4 separate regions of the Mus musculus genome follow, and all the other regions are linked to region 1. Evidence: chromatin contacts called from public promoter capture Hi-C data. All regions are on one chromosome and are shown on one strand. The core of a region is the stretch at or near the end of the contact, and the rest is flanking DNA. Distances in the headings are between cores, read along the strand shown. Region 1 holds the start of Pomgnt1 (protein O-linked mannose beta 1,2-N-acetylglucosaminyltransferase). Region 2 holds the start of Tmem53 (transmembrane protein 53). Region 3 holds the start of Ipo13 (importin 13). Region 4 holds the start of Eri3 (exoribonuclease 3).

Region 1 (3,171 bases), core at 518-3,017:
TACTTAATCCTAATAAGTCCAAGCCAATAGGCAGAGGGTGACGGTTCCCACCGTGCTCTGAATGGACTGAAGATGCTGGTCCAACTCACCGTGGTGCCATCCACAGCCACATACACTTTGCTTCTACTGGAGTATACTTCCACATCCAGCACCCGTCGGGGACTGCTGCCTCTGCGCCGAGGGGACTCCAGACGTCCTAGGGCCTCATCTGGAGAGGGAATTGTAACAGGCGTGGGCGATGACTCACTAGCAGAGTCACACCCTGTGGGATGTGCACGCCATTCCTGCCATGAGACCCCAGGTCCCGTCCCGTCCCCCGCCCCCCTCCCGCACCCTCAGCTGGTCCCCACCATAGTCTTGCTCTGGTTCTGGGTCTTCATTGGCCTCGCTGATTGCTCTCCGAGTGTCCAGGATCAACTTGATGTTGACAATGACGGTCACCAGCAGGAAAAGCACAGCCCCTGTCTGAGTAGGAAAATGGGGGTGACTGCAGCCAGCCCTCTCCAGATCACAAGGGCCTTCTGAAAGTATGACCTTGGCTGAAGAGGACACAGGGACCAGTCTCTCCACTTTCTGGTTCCCAATAAGGACACGGATTTGTGGCCATCTCCCAGAGAATGTTCCCTGGCAGGTTTCCCTCCACCAACCAGGTCCTTCCTACCCCGTGGTCTTGTATTTTCCCATTTGAGTCCTTGACTTCCTTGGTCCCCTCCATAACTAGTTCCTTGAGATGGATTTAGGACCCGAGAACCACAGCGGAGAGCCAGAGACACAGAAGAACGTGGGCCACACTGCCTGACAGTTGGGTGTCAGGGGCAAAGCCTGCCTGACCAGACTTCTGGTTTCTGTTGGATGCCGAGGTCAGACTAGGGTTCTGATTCCAGAATCCTGGCTCTAAACCACTGCCTGAGAAGGCTGTAACAGACAGAGGTTTCCCCTCCAGGAATTTGCTGCCTCTTCTTGATAGCCAAGGTAGTTAGTTCCTAGTCTGTTAGAGTAAAGTTAGGGAGCAGCTTTTGGGACACGTGGGACCTCATTTACCTGACAGAATCTCCTCAGGGCCCGCTGGTTTGTCAGTTTATACTTCCAGGTAAGGTACCAGCTCCGTTTCTTCCTAGCCCCAAAGGGCTTGATGAGGGGACTGGGCTTCCAGTCATCCATACTGGATTAGGGAGTCACCCCTGTCCCGGCCAGTCCATGACTTCAGGAATCTGAGGGGACTATATATAGAGTCACATAGAGTAAGATGCTTGTCCCAAAGCTTAATGCCTTCTGGAATGACTTCTCTCAGCAAACTGCTGAGCTGTGTGCCCTAGGCAACGTGGCTTAACTTCTCTGGGTCTGGCCAGAAAATCTTTGGAGGAGTTGGATCACCTGAAAATTCCCTGGGGCTAGAGGAACTGTGTGCAGGATCAGGGCCTTAGCGGCGGAGGCCAGTAACTCAATCAACTCTTAACGATTCATCAGTCCTTAAAAGGTCCAAATCCCAGTCCTTCCCAGCCCTGGGGTAGAACAGTAACAGCGACCTCCTGCACCCCAATCCTCCACCCTCGTCTCTTCCCATCTGGCTCAACTCCTCTCCTCTCAGGGATCAGGGACGCCGGAAGGTTCAGAAGACCCACCCAGCCCGCATCACCCCTCTGAGACCCGCACTGGGAGGCACTTACGGCTCAGGGGCCCCGGGCCCCGCTCGGGCCGCGCTCGGGCCCGCACAGCTCGGCCCCGCGCGCCGCGGCCTCCGCGGCCTCCGCCTCCTCCATGCCTCTCGCGCCCCGCCCCGGCCCGGCCGGCCCGCCCCGCCGCTTCCGCCGCCGCCGCCGCCGCGGGGTGAGAGGGCGGCGGGCGGCGCTTAGGGCGGCGGCCGCGGCCGGGCGTCTGCAGCGCGAGGGGAGCCGGCGTACTCTGCCTGTCTGGCAGGGTTACGGTCCGCACGAGTGGACCTCGGGCGAGAGCACATCCCCGCACCGCGGAGCCGGAGCAAGCGGCATTCCGGGACCTCGGGCCAGCTCACTGGGCAAGCCAGGATCAGAGGGCTGCAGCTCCGAGGCCTGGCCCAGCCCCGCAAGGCTGTTTCCAGGCCGGGGAGGAGAGGATTAGAAACCTGCTCCGCTACTATTTTGAGCGCTTACGTTAACTCGATTTCATAAACCATGATTAAGAGGCACCGTGACTACCCCATCTTTAAAGAAAACCAAAAATGCTCTTTGATTGTGTGCATGTGCAGGTAGTGCGGGCGCTCCTTGAAGAGACTAGACCTCAGTCTGATACCCCTGGAGCCCAAATTAAAGTTGTGATCCCAACCGCTCCTCTAGAAGAGCACCAGGTGTGCTTAACCACTGAGCCATCTCCAGCTCCTGATTAGTTCTTTTCTGAGGAAGCAGGAGCTTACCTATCTCCTTATAGCCCTAGCTATCCTGGAACTCCTTATGTAGACCCGGCTGAACTTGAACTCACAGAAATTCACCTGTCTCTGCCTCCTAAATGCTAGGATTAAAGGAGTGTACAACATGCCCAGCAACACTTTATTTATTTACACTTTTTTTTTTTTGAGGACTCCAAAAGTGTTGGCATCTTTCGATATGATAGCAGTGCTTGCCAGGTTGGAAGTGGTGTTGCATTCCTATATAGGTGAGGGAAGGCTGTGTGAGGCAAGTCCACTTTCATAACAAGATGCTAAGACCCACAGTAGCTCACTCCTGGGTTCCCAGCACTTAGGAACTGAGGAAGGAGGATTGCCATAGATTCAAGGTCAACTTGGTCTACAACATGAGTTCTAGAACAAGTCAGGATTTTGAAGTGCAACCTGCTCTGAGAAACAAAAAATGTTTTGGTTTTTTACATGTTCTTTATACTGAAGTTTTTCTTATTTAAACATCAAAAAAAGCAGGGGCTGGAGAGATGGCTCAGTGGTTAAGAGCACTGACTGCTCTACCAGAGATCCTGGGTTCAATTCCCAGCAACCACATGGTGGCTCACAACCATCTGTAATGGGATCTGATGCCCTCTTCTGGTGTGTCTGAAGATAGTGACAATGACATTGTACTCACATATATAAAATAAGTCTTTTTAAAAAAATCAAGTCAGCAGAAGTTCTCACATTAGCCTCTGACCCTCTTCTGTCGTCAGGTTTACTGTCCATGATCTTGTCTTCTCATGATCCTTATTAATGTC
Region 2 (3,419 bases), core at 685-3,184, 1.1 Mb before region 1:
TTAGCTACTGGGAAAGATTAGAGGATATTGGCAATTTCAAGCTCGTTTGGGCTACAGAGTAAGTTCAAGGCCAGTCAAGACAACTGTCATAAAAGGAAGGCTGAGCTGGTGAGTCGGCTCAGCAGGGAGAAGCACTTACTGACAAAGCACAGGACCTGAGCTAGCGCTCCAGCCCACCCAGAAGGAAAAGAGAACCAACTGCTACCAACTGTCCTCTGACCTGTGCACATACACTACGGTGTGCATGCACACACACAAATAAATAAATATGCAATCAAAGTTAATGCGGGCTGAGTATGACACAGTGGTAAAGCACTTGCCTTAGCACGCATGAGGCCCTGCGTTCAATCCCCCAGTCCTGCCTAAATAAATAAGACTGTCTCTACCCACGTGGGGAGAGAGAGAGTCCCTACCCTCCTGGCCTTGCAGAATGGAGAACCAGCCCTTTGCAGCTGATGGTTCTGCCAAGACAGAAATAGTAACTGACTTCATCTAATGCTATTGTCAAAAATTCTTCAAAAGTCCTTTCACATCTATAAGCCCAACGATCCACCTCTAGGGAGAAACAGATAGTGGCAGTCCTTCCTTCGTGCTTTAGGAGATGAGAGGCCCCTGCCCCATCCTAGATAGATTCCAAGCAAGAAACACACAGTGGGACAGGAGGGCATAGGAAGGGAGGCCTGGGGAGACTTTTTTTGTTTTTGGTTTTGGTTTTTTGGTTTTTTGAGACAGGGTTTCTCTGTGTAGTCCTGGCTGTACTGGAACTCACTCTGTAGACCATGCTGGCCTCGAACTCAGAAAACCGCCTGCTTCTGTCTCCCAAGTGCTGGGATTAAAGGTGTGCGCCACCACCACCTGGCTCTGGGGAGGCTTTTGAAGGAAGCACCCCCTAGCTAAACTTTATGATGAGCTGGACAAGTGCGGGGCAGTGGACTGGAAACACCAAAGAGCAGCATTGGCCGACCTGTACTCCAAGCCTCCTCTGCCCCAGTTTCCAAAAGGGACAACCTTCCATTCTCTGGTCCAACAACTTACACTACTTTACAAGCTACTAATCTTAGGAGGCCTCCCACACATCTTTTTTTAATGATATGGCCTTAGGAGGGTTAAACACACACACACACACACACACACACACACGTTAAGTTTAAATGCCAACTACTAAGCTTACTTCCATCAGGATTCATGCCAAGTCCTTTACACAAATAATCTCAGTTGTGCAACCAGCAATTTTTCCTCAGCTTTGCTCCAGGAAAACTAAAATTCAAAGTTGAAAGTTTGCCGAAGGTCATCCAATTACTAAAGGGATAGGATTTCAACAGAATTCCACCCGGCCTAACCGACCATTCTGTTAACCACTGCCAGGGTGAGCTGAGAAGGGCAGGACTAGGCTTGCTGAGTCCCTTGGCTTTTCTGAGGACCAGAGGCTCCCCCAGGAATCCAAACCTCTGCAAAAATGAAGGATGGGCCTAGTCACACTTGCAAATGAGGAGCGAGAATCCAAAACAAAAGAATTAGAATGAACCTTGAAGGGCCTCCAGCTACAAAGGGAAGCAGAACCTTGAGAACCTGTTGTGGAACAGAAAGACCCTCAGTCGACTGGGGGCGGGGCACGGGGGGCGGGGCTGGGAGCGCCCCGCAAGCTCTAGCCAGCCCTGCGGGACCCCCGAAGGGGGCGGGCCGAGGGAGGGCGGGCCGCAGGGTGGGCGGGGCATCGCTGTTAGGTCACCTTCCCAATCCCCCTCCATACTCTGGCTCCAGCAGGGCTGATCCGGGATCTCGATGCTGTAATCCAGCTCGGCCGAGGCCATGGTGAAGGTGCGGGTCTTCAGCACAGGCCTCCCGCCGGAACTCCCGCAGTTTCACCTCGGCGGGGCCGGGACGCCGCCGGGCCACGCCCCTCCCCGCCCACGCCCAGCGCTGTCCAATCCCCGAGCCGCACTCTGTGACCTCCCTGCCTAGCAACCAGGGAGTCGCTTCGCGCCTCGGGCGGCACCCACTAGCCCGGCCCTAGCAACCGCGCCCCGCCCCTACTGTCTTTGGGCCCCAGCAATTGGCTGACTCTCTTGATCTTGGATCAAGTATTGGTCAGTGGGGCAGCGCTCTCGGAGCGACCGCACCCTCCTGTGAAGGTAAGAGTCGGTGGGAGAGTTGAATGAAGTATTACGGGTCTGCAGAGGGCATCTCAGAACTTTGTCTTCTGGTACTTGGTAGAAAACTTGAACTTGCACCTCTAACTACATCTACCTCCATCGCCAGCAGCAGTTCCCAGGCTGGAGGCAGAAAAAACGAACAAAACAGTGTTAGGCGGCGCGTGCCAACGGGTCCTTCTAAACCTGTGGGTTGAGACTGGTTGCCTGACTGGAAAGGGGTCTTCGGGTAATAAGACATGGCCTTTCATGTGTGAGTCCAAGTAGTTTAGACGAGTACAGGAGTACAGCTTTCTTACATTTAGTAAATATTTTCTGAGCTGGGCATAATGGCGCATGCATTTAATTCCAGCTGTGAGGAGTTGAACTCTGTGAGTTTGAGACCATCCTGATCTATCTCCAGGACAGCCAGGGCTACACAGAGACACCCTGTCCAAAATAAATAAATAAACACATACATGCATACATACATAAACAGAAAAAGAAGCTATTTGGGTGATGGGAATGAGTGGGTATGGTGTGTAGGAGACAGAAACCAGGAGGAAAGTATTGAGGGCTGATGATTAATACGGTAAATAAAACCTCAAAGATGGCACTGGATTTACAAAGAAGTTGTTAGCAACCTTTGCAAGTGCCATTCCAGTGAACAAAAGAGTCAGTGGCTTGAGAGTGAGTGGGAGGTGACAGCATAGTGGTATGTCCCTGGAATCCCAGCCAGGAGTCTAAATGCTTCAAGCCATCCTCAGCTACATAACAAGTTCCAGGCTAGCCTATGCTACATGAGACTTGTCTTAAAAGAAAGAGGGGGGATGGAACACTTGCAAGGCAAGTTATTTTGTCATTCGCTGGCAACCGCTAGGAGGTACAGGCTTTTGTTCAGATGAGAGAGATCCAGCAAAGAGATAAAAGATAAAATCACAGGGGAATTGGGTATGTGAAAGCATATGGCCCCCAACCGTGGGGACTCTCACTTTACACTGCTGAGGAGTAACTGGGGAGATGGCTGAGCTAGTGTGAGGAACCAACTTAGACCCCCAGGACACACATAAAGGCTTCGGGGGCGGGGGGGGGGGGCTGGAGAGATTACTCAGTGGTTAAGAGCACTGACTGCTCTTTTGAAGGTCCTGAATTCAAATCCCAGCAACCACATGGTGGCTCACAACCATCTGTAATGAGATCTGATGCCCTCTTCTGAGGTGTCTGAAGACAGCTACAGTGCGCTTAGATATGATAAATAAATAAATCTTTTTTTAAAAAGCTGCGGGGGGG
Region 3 (3,397 bases), core at 403-2,902, 1.8 Mb before region 1:
GCTTTGAGGATTCGTCAAGATCTTGTCAAGTTTCTTCGACCTTCTCTGGCCTCAGCAGCTACTTCCAGAGCCAGCTTCCTCCCTTAGAGCACAAGTGTCACCTGGTGTGGTGGGACACATGTAAAGCCCTGTATAGTGACTCCAGCTCTTGTCTTAATCTGTTTCCTCCCCAGGTTTACAAAATTGCTGCTCCTCCTGACGGTATGCCAGCCCTTCTTATTCTTACCCAACTTTGCTACTGCTAGAAGGCTGTGTTGGGAAGAGTTTAGTCAATAAGGAGAGAGAAGCCATATAGTAAGCCCAAATTGAGCTTAATATAATTTATCTAAAAAAAAAAAGTTTTAGGCTGGGCATGGTGGTACATAACTTTAATTCTAGCACTTTGGAAGCAGACACAAGTGGGTTTCGGTGAGCTGGAAGCCAGCCTGGTCTACAGAGTTTCAAGATAGCCAGGGCCTCACAGAGAAACCCTGTCTTGGAAAAAAAGAAAAGAAAAGAAAAAGAAAGATCCTTCTGTTTGAAATCATTTCCTTTCCTGCTGACAGGAGTCAAGGAAAGAAAAAGTTGAGCATGGAGAGGAAGTGCCTGCTGGGAGCAGGGCTTGCCTTCCTCCAACCTCAATTTCCCCATTTTAGCTGAAGACAATGAATAAAAATACCCACTCAAGCCCGGGCTACATAGTGAGATCCCCGCTTGAAAACAAAGAAGGTGGAGGATGTGGTTCAGTTGACAGGGTGCGCGGGAGGCACAGCACTTCAGACACCCATCTTGGTGGCACACTCCTGTAATCCCGGGAGTGCTGGGATTAAAGAGGTACACTCCCCACCCCAAGGCAAGAGACTCCATCTCAAAACAAACCAACCCGCCACAGCAGAATAGAGAGAGAACAAAACCTAAGGTAAAGCCATGAGCTATTCTTACTTGAAACATAATGAAAACCTTAACGATTTCCCTTCTCCTCCTCGTTTCACACACACATACACGCGCGCGCGCAGAATAATATGATTTCCCGGTTGCTCCCGAGCAGATCCACAGTGCTTTTTTTTTTTTTTTTAATTGTGGGGCACCAAGTAACTCCTATCTTTCCTCTTCTTTAGCGGGTGCTGATGGTCACCAACACAACCAGTTCCCTGTGCCTGAGCGCCGACCAAACGTGACCCTCTCCCCTCCATTCTTGGCTTCCAACTCCACCCAAAGGCCCCATGAATCACGTCTTCGCAAGAGTTGCACTCCTAGGCAATGTGACTGAGCAAGATGGTCCTCTGCCCTAAGCCGAGAATAGGATAGGGTTCCATAGGACCCCCAACCCACGTGCTCCAAGCCTCCCTCCTCAGGAGCCACCTTCCGGTCCGACGAAAACTACATTTCCCAGGGTGCATAGAGGCGGGTCCTTGCTTCAGGCAGGGGCCCCTGGCGGTGTGCCGTTCCGTCGCCTGTTCGGGGGCGCGCGAGCTAGCACGAGGACAGGGCCAAAGACCCGGAATGAGTTTCCGCGTAGTTCCGCCGTGCCGTGTCTCGATGTGCTTGGCCGTGCCGGGCCAGGACAAGCGTGGGTGGGGGCCTAAGTTGGTGGTACTGGCGACAGGCGCTCGGGACAGCCCGAGTCTTGCTGAGGTCCCCGCCCCGTCCCGGCCGGGCCGGCCTGTCTGTCAGTCACTGGGGCGGAGGCAGCGACCGTAGCGGGGCCAACGCCGGGAGGCGAACAGATCGCGGGCCAGGCGAACGGAGGGGACCTATCTCAGTCCCCCAACTCTACCGACTCTGCCCCAGACTCACGAAACTGCAATCCCGTGCTTCCTTGGACGTCTCCGTATCTCGCGAAGGGCTCTCTCCCGGGTGATCTCCCAGCCCCCCTGACCTCATAGCATCTAGAAGCTCGTCCAGACTGGGGTGTTATGGGTACAGGCCGTTGATTCTGTGACCCCTCACGGGCCAGGGCCTCTGTTTCCCCTATAGGCCTCCCTCCCCTATGACTTTTGATTCAAGGGACAGAGCTGTGACCTCCCACTAGGACCCTTGTCTGGGAGTACCTCACGGACGCCTCCCTTCTGGGAGCCGCCTTAGCGGGTCCCTTTCCGAAGAGCACATCTTTTGACCTCTGCAACCCACTCCCCCTCCAAACGAGGTGGGCAGGCCTCGGCAGCCATGCCCGCCCTGGGCATCCCCTCATCCCACCACCTCCCGGGTACTCAAGCCGGGGTCTAGCAGGGGGCCGACAGCCAAAGGGCTGGGGCAAGAAAGAGATCAGGGTCCACCTCCCTGCCAGGCAGGGAGCAAAGATGGAGCGGCGGGAGGAGCAGCTGGGGGCTGCAGGGGCTGGAGCAGCACCAGCCTTGGACTTCACTGTGGAGAACGTGGAGAAGGTATGAGGGCCTTGGGGTGGGCACTCCAGTGACAGAGCAGAAGTTCTGGGGACTGACACTAATGCCAAAGCTCAGACGCGGGCTCAGTGCCCGCTGGGATGATGCCCCCAGAGCACCTGGTATTTACCATCTCTCTTGGGCAGCCGGCTTGGACAGCAGTGTTGCAGTGCCTAATGGGCTATTTTGGGCTTTCTGTAGACACAGGTCCCCTTTCGGATAGATACTCTAGGATCTTAGGTTGTTCCCTGTAGGGTGCTGAAGGGTTTAGACTTATAACCAAATCGGCTCCTGCCCAGATCCAGGAGAAAAGCAGGCGGAGTTCTGGAGGGAACCAGAAACTCACAAGACCTGCCACTCAGCCACCCCCACCCCCACGTTAGAAACCACACGGATGCTGAATGATCCTGGACCCGACTCACTTTTTTTCAGTCAAAGGCTCACAAAGATATCTGGAGCTAAACCCGTCTGAGTTATATGTTCATTTATCTTCAGAAAGGGTCTTTTCCTTATTGGATGGAAGTCAAACCGGTCCTGGACAGGCAGGAGTGTGCCTGGCTCTCTTGTTTTGTGCTGGGTCCAAGGGGCTTGGCTCTGCTGGCAACTTTACAGGGCCCTTCCTTCCTTACCTGCCCACATGGCTTTCTGCCATGGCCTCCTTCCAGACTTCTCCATTGCCCAGGCCATCTTTTTCTATTCTATTCTTCTCCCAGCAGCCTGGAATGCAGGAATGCACCCGCCCCACCCCCAATACTCCCAAGGATGATCCGAGAGGTAGGGGTATCCTACTGGATAGCAAGGGGCAGTCATAGAAAAACATTTGTTGTTCTTGAGGCTTGTTTACCTAACAAATGTTGAGAACACATATCTTCTTGTTCGGTCTCTTGTCTCCTTTTGCTTCCTTGAGTGGCTGGCTGTACAAGGGACAGTAGCCATAACTGGCTTTCAGGGGGCGGGAGGGTACAGATTTGGTTAATCCTAGTTGGATGGAGTCCATTTAGGGAACCTGGCTGGCCCTTGGGGCTGGACAGTGTTGG
Region 4 (3,636 bases), core at 283-2,782, 1.4 Mb before region 1:
TCAAGTTGAAGGGAGAGCTCTTAGCCAAGCTCCAGGACCTAACTGGCTGATTATTTACAGGATCTTTGGGCAGGAATTGTTAATGAGCTTTTAATTTGGAGTGCTTAAGTTGCCAAAGTGCTCTGAGCTCCAGTGAAGCACCACAGAATCCATAAAGGAAACCTTATCAATCACTTCCCGGCAGCTCCCTTCCCCCAGGCAGCACCTGCCGACAGGCAGCCAAGTGGGTTTCTAACCAAGATCACAGGCATACATTAGTGGAGTCACACTCCAAGTCACTGTTATAAATTGGCTTTTAAATGGTGGGCGATTCAAGTATAATATACTTAAGGTCCAAGACCGAGCCCACTAAAACAAGGTATACTGTGTATGATAAAGTCAGAATAAAGCTGAATTTGATGAAGCCAGTTTTCTGGTACAAACTCTACAGTCAAAAATCATTCGGCCAATCACAATCTACTACAGTTAAATAGCTTAGTCTTTGGCCAATGGGATTCATGTTTTGCTGCCCTTGGGCTGGGAAACCAATGAAATGCACTAGCAAATGCAAGCCACAAAAATGGTCAGAGACAATTATTGGCCCCAGTCATTGCGAAATCCAGCCTGAGGGGCAAGCTCTGTATCTCCAGATGAGGGGCCCCATACCCAGCATCTTCCAGGCCAACGTCGAGCAGCTGACATTTCACAAGAACTCAACCCAAGTCATGCTTTCTTTGTTTTAAGAAGACACCTGTTGCTGGACCACTTGCAATAAAGACATACAAAAAGCTACCTGGGTTAAGGCTCTTTCTCCACTCTGTCCACCTCTGTCCACCATTATTACCCACAGCTTGTGACTTACAAGGAAGTAAAGTGCTAGCATGTGTGCCTGTGCCAAGATGCGGAGGGGGTAGTCTATAAATAATTCCTTAATCTTCTACTTTATCTGGTCAAACCTCTCTCCTTCTCCAGAAATCTCAAACCAGGCCCTTTCATCAACTCACCCAGTCTCTCTCGCAAAGCCGAGCTCCCCCACCGCCCTCCCCAGCTATCCCTTCGCCCAGAGTTCTAACATCCAGGGTGAGCACCAGGCCAGAATCCCAGGCTCCTTAAGTGTGCGCGCCACGACCCACACCCCGCATGCATTAACCAGGGCCCAAGCTGGGGGCCCTCTCAATCTCACCCACCCCAGGGTGTTGCCCCCAGCTCGGGCCCATCCAGGTCCAGGGAAGCGTAAGGGGAGGGGCAGGGGGCCAGGAGACCAGCCCTCCTTCCCAGGGCCGCCCCCGCCCCCCGTCAGCTGCCGGAGAGGCTGTCGCCATGGCAACGCCCCCTCCTCCGGGCCAGCACGGCAGGCTCTCTCCAGGTGCAGGCCCCGGCGTCTCCCTCGGCCTCAGCAGACGCTCCGGGCAGTTGACGGCAGCGGGCACGGCCCGCGCCGCCTGCGGCGCTGGCCAGGCAGAAGCAGGGCCAGCTCCGCCCGCTTCCCACAGCCCGTTCCAGGCAGCCTCAACAGCGGCAGCCAGCACCACGAGTCCACAACACACCGACTCACCTCCGCGCACTCTGACCCCGACCGACGCGGTGGACGGGCGGGCGTGGTAGCCAACCGCTGAGCCCGCTGCTAGCGCCTTTGGCCAATGAGCTGGAGTAAGGCGGGGCTTCTTCTCTCCAAACGCTCTCTCTCCCGCCGACATGCGCGTTAAGGTGTGTCAAGATGGTGACCGTTGGCTCTGGGCCTTGTGGGACTTGTAGTTTAGAGGAGCCACGTATTCAAAAGAGAAAGGGAGGGTCACTTCTAAACAGTGAAAGGGGTTTTCTTAAAAAATAAATAAATGATAATAATAAAATAACCCGAAATCTTCGTCAGGCCTAAAATGACCCAGATGCTCTACTTATTTTCCCCACCTTGACTGTAGGCATTCGGTGAGTATGGGCTTAGGAGACATTCTCTTTAGGCGACACTTTTCTGTGATTCATTGTCAACAAGTAATCGTTATCTACTTTCTGATGCGGGCCTGAGGGAAATCTGGAAAGAAGGGAGGCGAATTCAGCTAAAAAGAAAATGCTGAGATTTCTGAAGGGCCTTTCTGAGGAGGAAGCTTCTGGCTTGTTGAGGCCCTCAGAGGAACTGTCAGGGTTAACAAGGTTTCTGGCCATAGCTGTAGTGGGTCTTTCACAGTCAGTCTCTCCAGGCAGCTGGGGAGAACTTCACCTAAAGCGATGGGTGAGTGTCTCCATCTTAGCTGTGCTTCTCTGGGAATCCACGTTATGAAATGGGAAGCATCAGTCTTAAGCCACTGGTGATTTTGACAGCCTCTCAGTCAGATCCATCTTAGGAGCCATCTTCAGTTACCAAGCTCCTCTGTCTGCCACCTGCTATTTTCCTTTAAGACAGCTAATATCAGTTCTGGACCCTGCCACCTCTGAGATCTTAATATAATGGTTCCTGCCTGAGCTGGAAATGCCTGTAATCCCCATATCAGAGAATGCCTTCTTTAATCTCATGCACATAATGGGTTAGATGGTTCTACTGTGAACCTACAGAACTGAGCACAGCACTTTACAATTGTCTCCCTGCCATCTCTCTCCCAGGAATTGAAACTCGTTTAAGATAGCTATTCATTTCCATATTGTTCATGCTGCATGGCTTATACCCAGTATGGTGTCAGTCATAGAGCAGCTATGCAATAATGTGTTTCTGACAAATGAAGGAGTAAACTGCAACAGAGACAGATATCACTCACCCCAACTGAGAAAAGGAGAGCCACGATTGCCTGTCCCCAAATCTTGGAACTAAAACTGGAGCTTCTTCTTCTTATCGTTACATAAACATTAACCTGGATTGGCCCATTCGTCAATGCGTGTTTATACTTCAGAATTGGGCACTGTCTGTTGCTGATGGTTTCATGGTAAGACATATAAAATCCATATCCTCAAGGAGCTTTTCTATAGGAAAGGAAATGGAAGGGATGGGCAATGAAAAGATAATATAAAAAGTAAAACAATGGGCTAGAGAGATGGCTCAGCGGTTAAGAGCACTGACTGCTCTTCCAAAGGTCCTGAGTTCAAATCCCAGCAACCACATGGTGGCTCACAACTGTCCATAATGAGATCTGATGCCCTCCTCTGGGGTGTCTGAAGACAGATACAGTGTACTTACATATAATAAATAAGTCTTAAAAAAAAAAAAGAATCTGTATTCTAGGACTATCCTAGAAGACCTGAGTTTGATTCCCAGCACCCACATGGCAGCTCACAACCATCTATAACTCTGGTTTTAGGGGATTTAATGCACTCTTCAGGCTTCCTCAGGCACTGCATACAAGTGGCGCACAGACATCCATGCAAGCAAAACACCCACATACACTTAGAAGAAGAAGGAAGAGGACAAGGAGGGAAAGGAGGAAGAGGAGGAGGAGGAGAAGGCAGCGGCAGCTGACCCTAGAAAATAGAGCAGATCCAATGACTACGGTTATAGACTTAGACTTAACTGGGAAGCCTAAGCCCAGGGAAGAAGAACGTGAGGCTGGAAAGGAGGGGGTGAATATACAAGGCAGGGTGTTACCCAGTTGGCCAGGGTAGCAAAGAAAATAGTTTCTCTCAGCAGATCCTATTCCAGAAAGGATATATCGAATGATCACATTAAAAATAGAG

What was found. Promoter capture Hi-C pulls out the DNA fragments that hold promoters and counts their contacts. Capture Hi-C pulls out chosen DNA fragments and counts their contacts.
Region 2: a promoter capture Hi-C map of pre-B cells shows a contact between it and region 1, with 2.8 times the contacts expected there. The contact joins the promoter of Tmem53 here to the promoter of Pomgnt1 in region 1. A contact is called at or near these places in 3 of 39 promoter capture datasets (hippocampal neurons, liver and pre-B cells).
Region 3: a promoter capture Hi-C map of erythroid cells shows a contact between it and region 1, with 4 times the contacts expected there. The contact joins the promoter of Ipo13 here to the promoter of Pomgnt1 in region 1. A contact is called at or near these places in 2 of 39 promoter capture datasets (erythroid cells and liver).
Region 4: a promoter capture Hi-C map of adipose tissue shows a contact between it and region 1, with 2.7 times the contacts expected there. The contact joins the promoter of Eri3 here to the promoter of Pomgnt1 in region 1. A contact is called at or near these places in 1 of 484 Hi-C or Micro-C datasets (CD4 T cells) and 1 of 9 other capture datasets (adipose tissue).

Annotation. Positions count from the first base shown.
Region 1 is chr4:116,149,114-116,152,284 of GRCm38.p6, reverse strand. It overlaps Pomgnt1 (protein O-linked mannose beta 1,2-N-acetylglucosaminyltransferase), which reads right to left and starts at 1,767. Exons shown (of 22, transcript NM_026651.2): 1 at 1,668-1,767; 2 at 1,042-1,220; 3 at 351-465; 4 at 90-208. The coding sequence starts at 1,161.
Region 2 is chr4:117,250,466-117,253,884 of GRCm38.p6, reverse strand. Tmem53 (transmembrane protein 53) reads right to left here and starts at 1,934. Exons shown (of 3, transcript NM_026837.3): 1 at 1,751-1,934. The coding sequence starts at 1,811. It overlaps Armh1 (armadillo-like helical domain containing 1), which reads left to right and starts at 1,968. Exons shown (of 13, transcript NM_001145637.1): 1 at 1,968-2,132.
Region 3 is chr4:117,913,254-117,916,650 of GRCm38.p6, reverse strand. Ipo13 (importin 13) reads left to right here and starts at 1,652. Exons shown (of 20, transcript NM_146152.3): 1 at 1,652-2,363. The coding sequence starts at 2,280.
Region 4 is chr4:117,548,261-117,551,896 of GRCm38.p6, reverse strand. Eri3 (exoribonuclease 3) reads right to left here and starts at 1,532. Exons shown (of 9, transcript NM_080469.4): 1 at 1,167-1,532. The coding sequence starts at 1,301.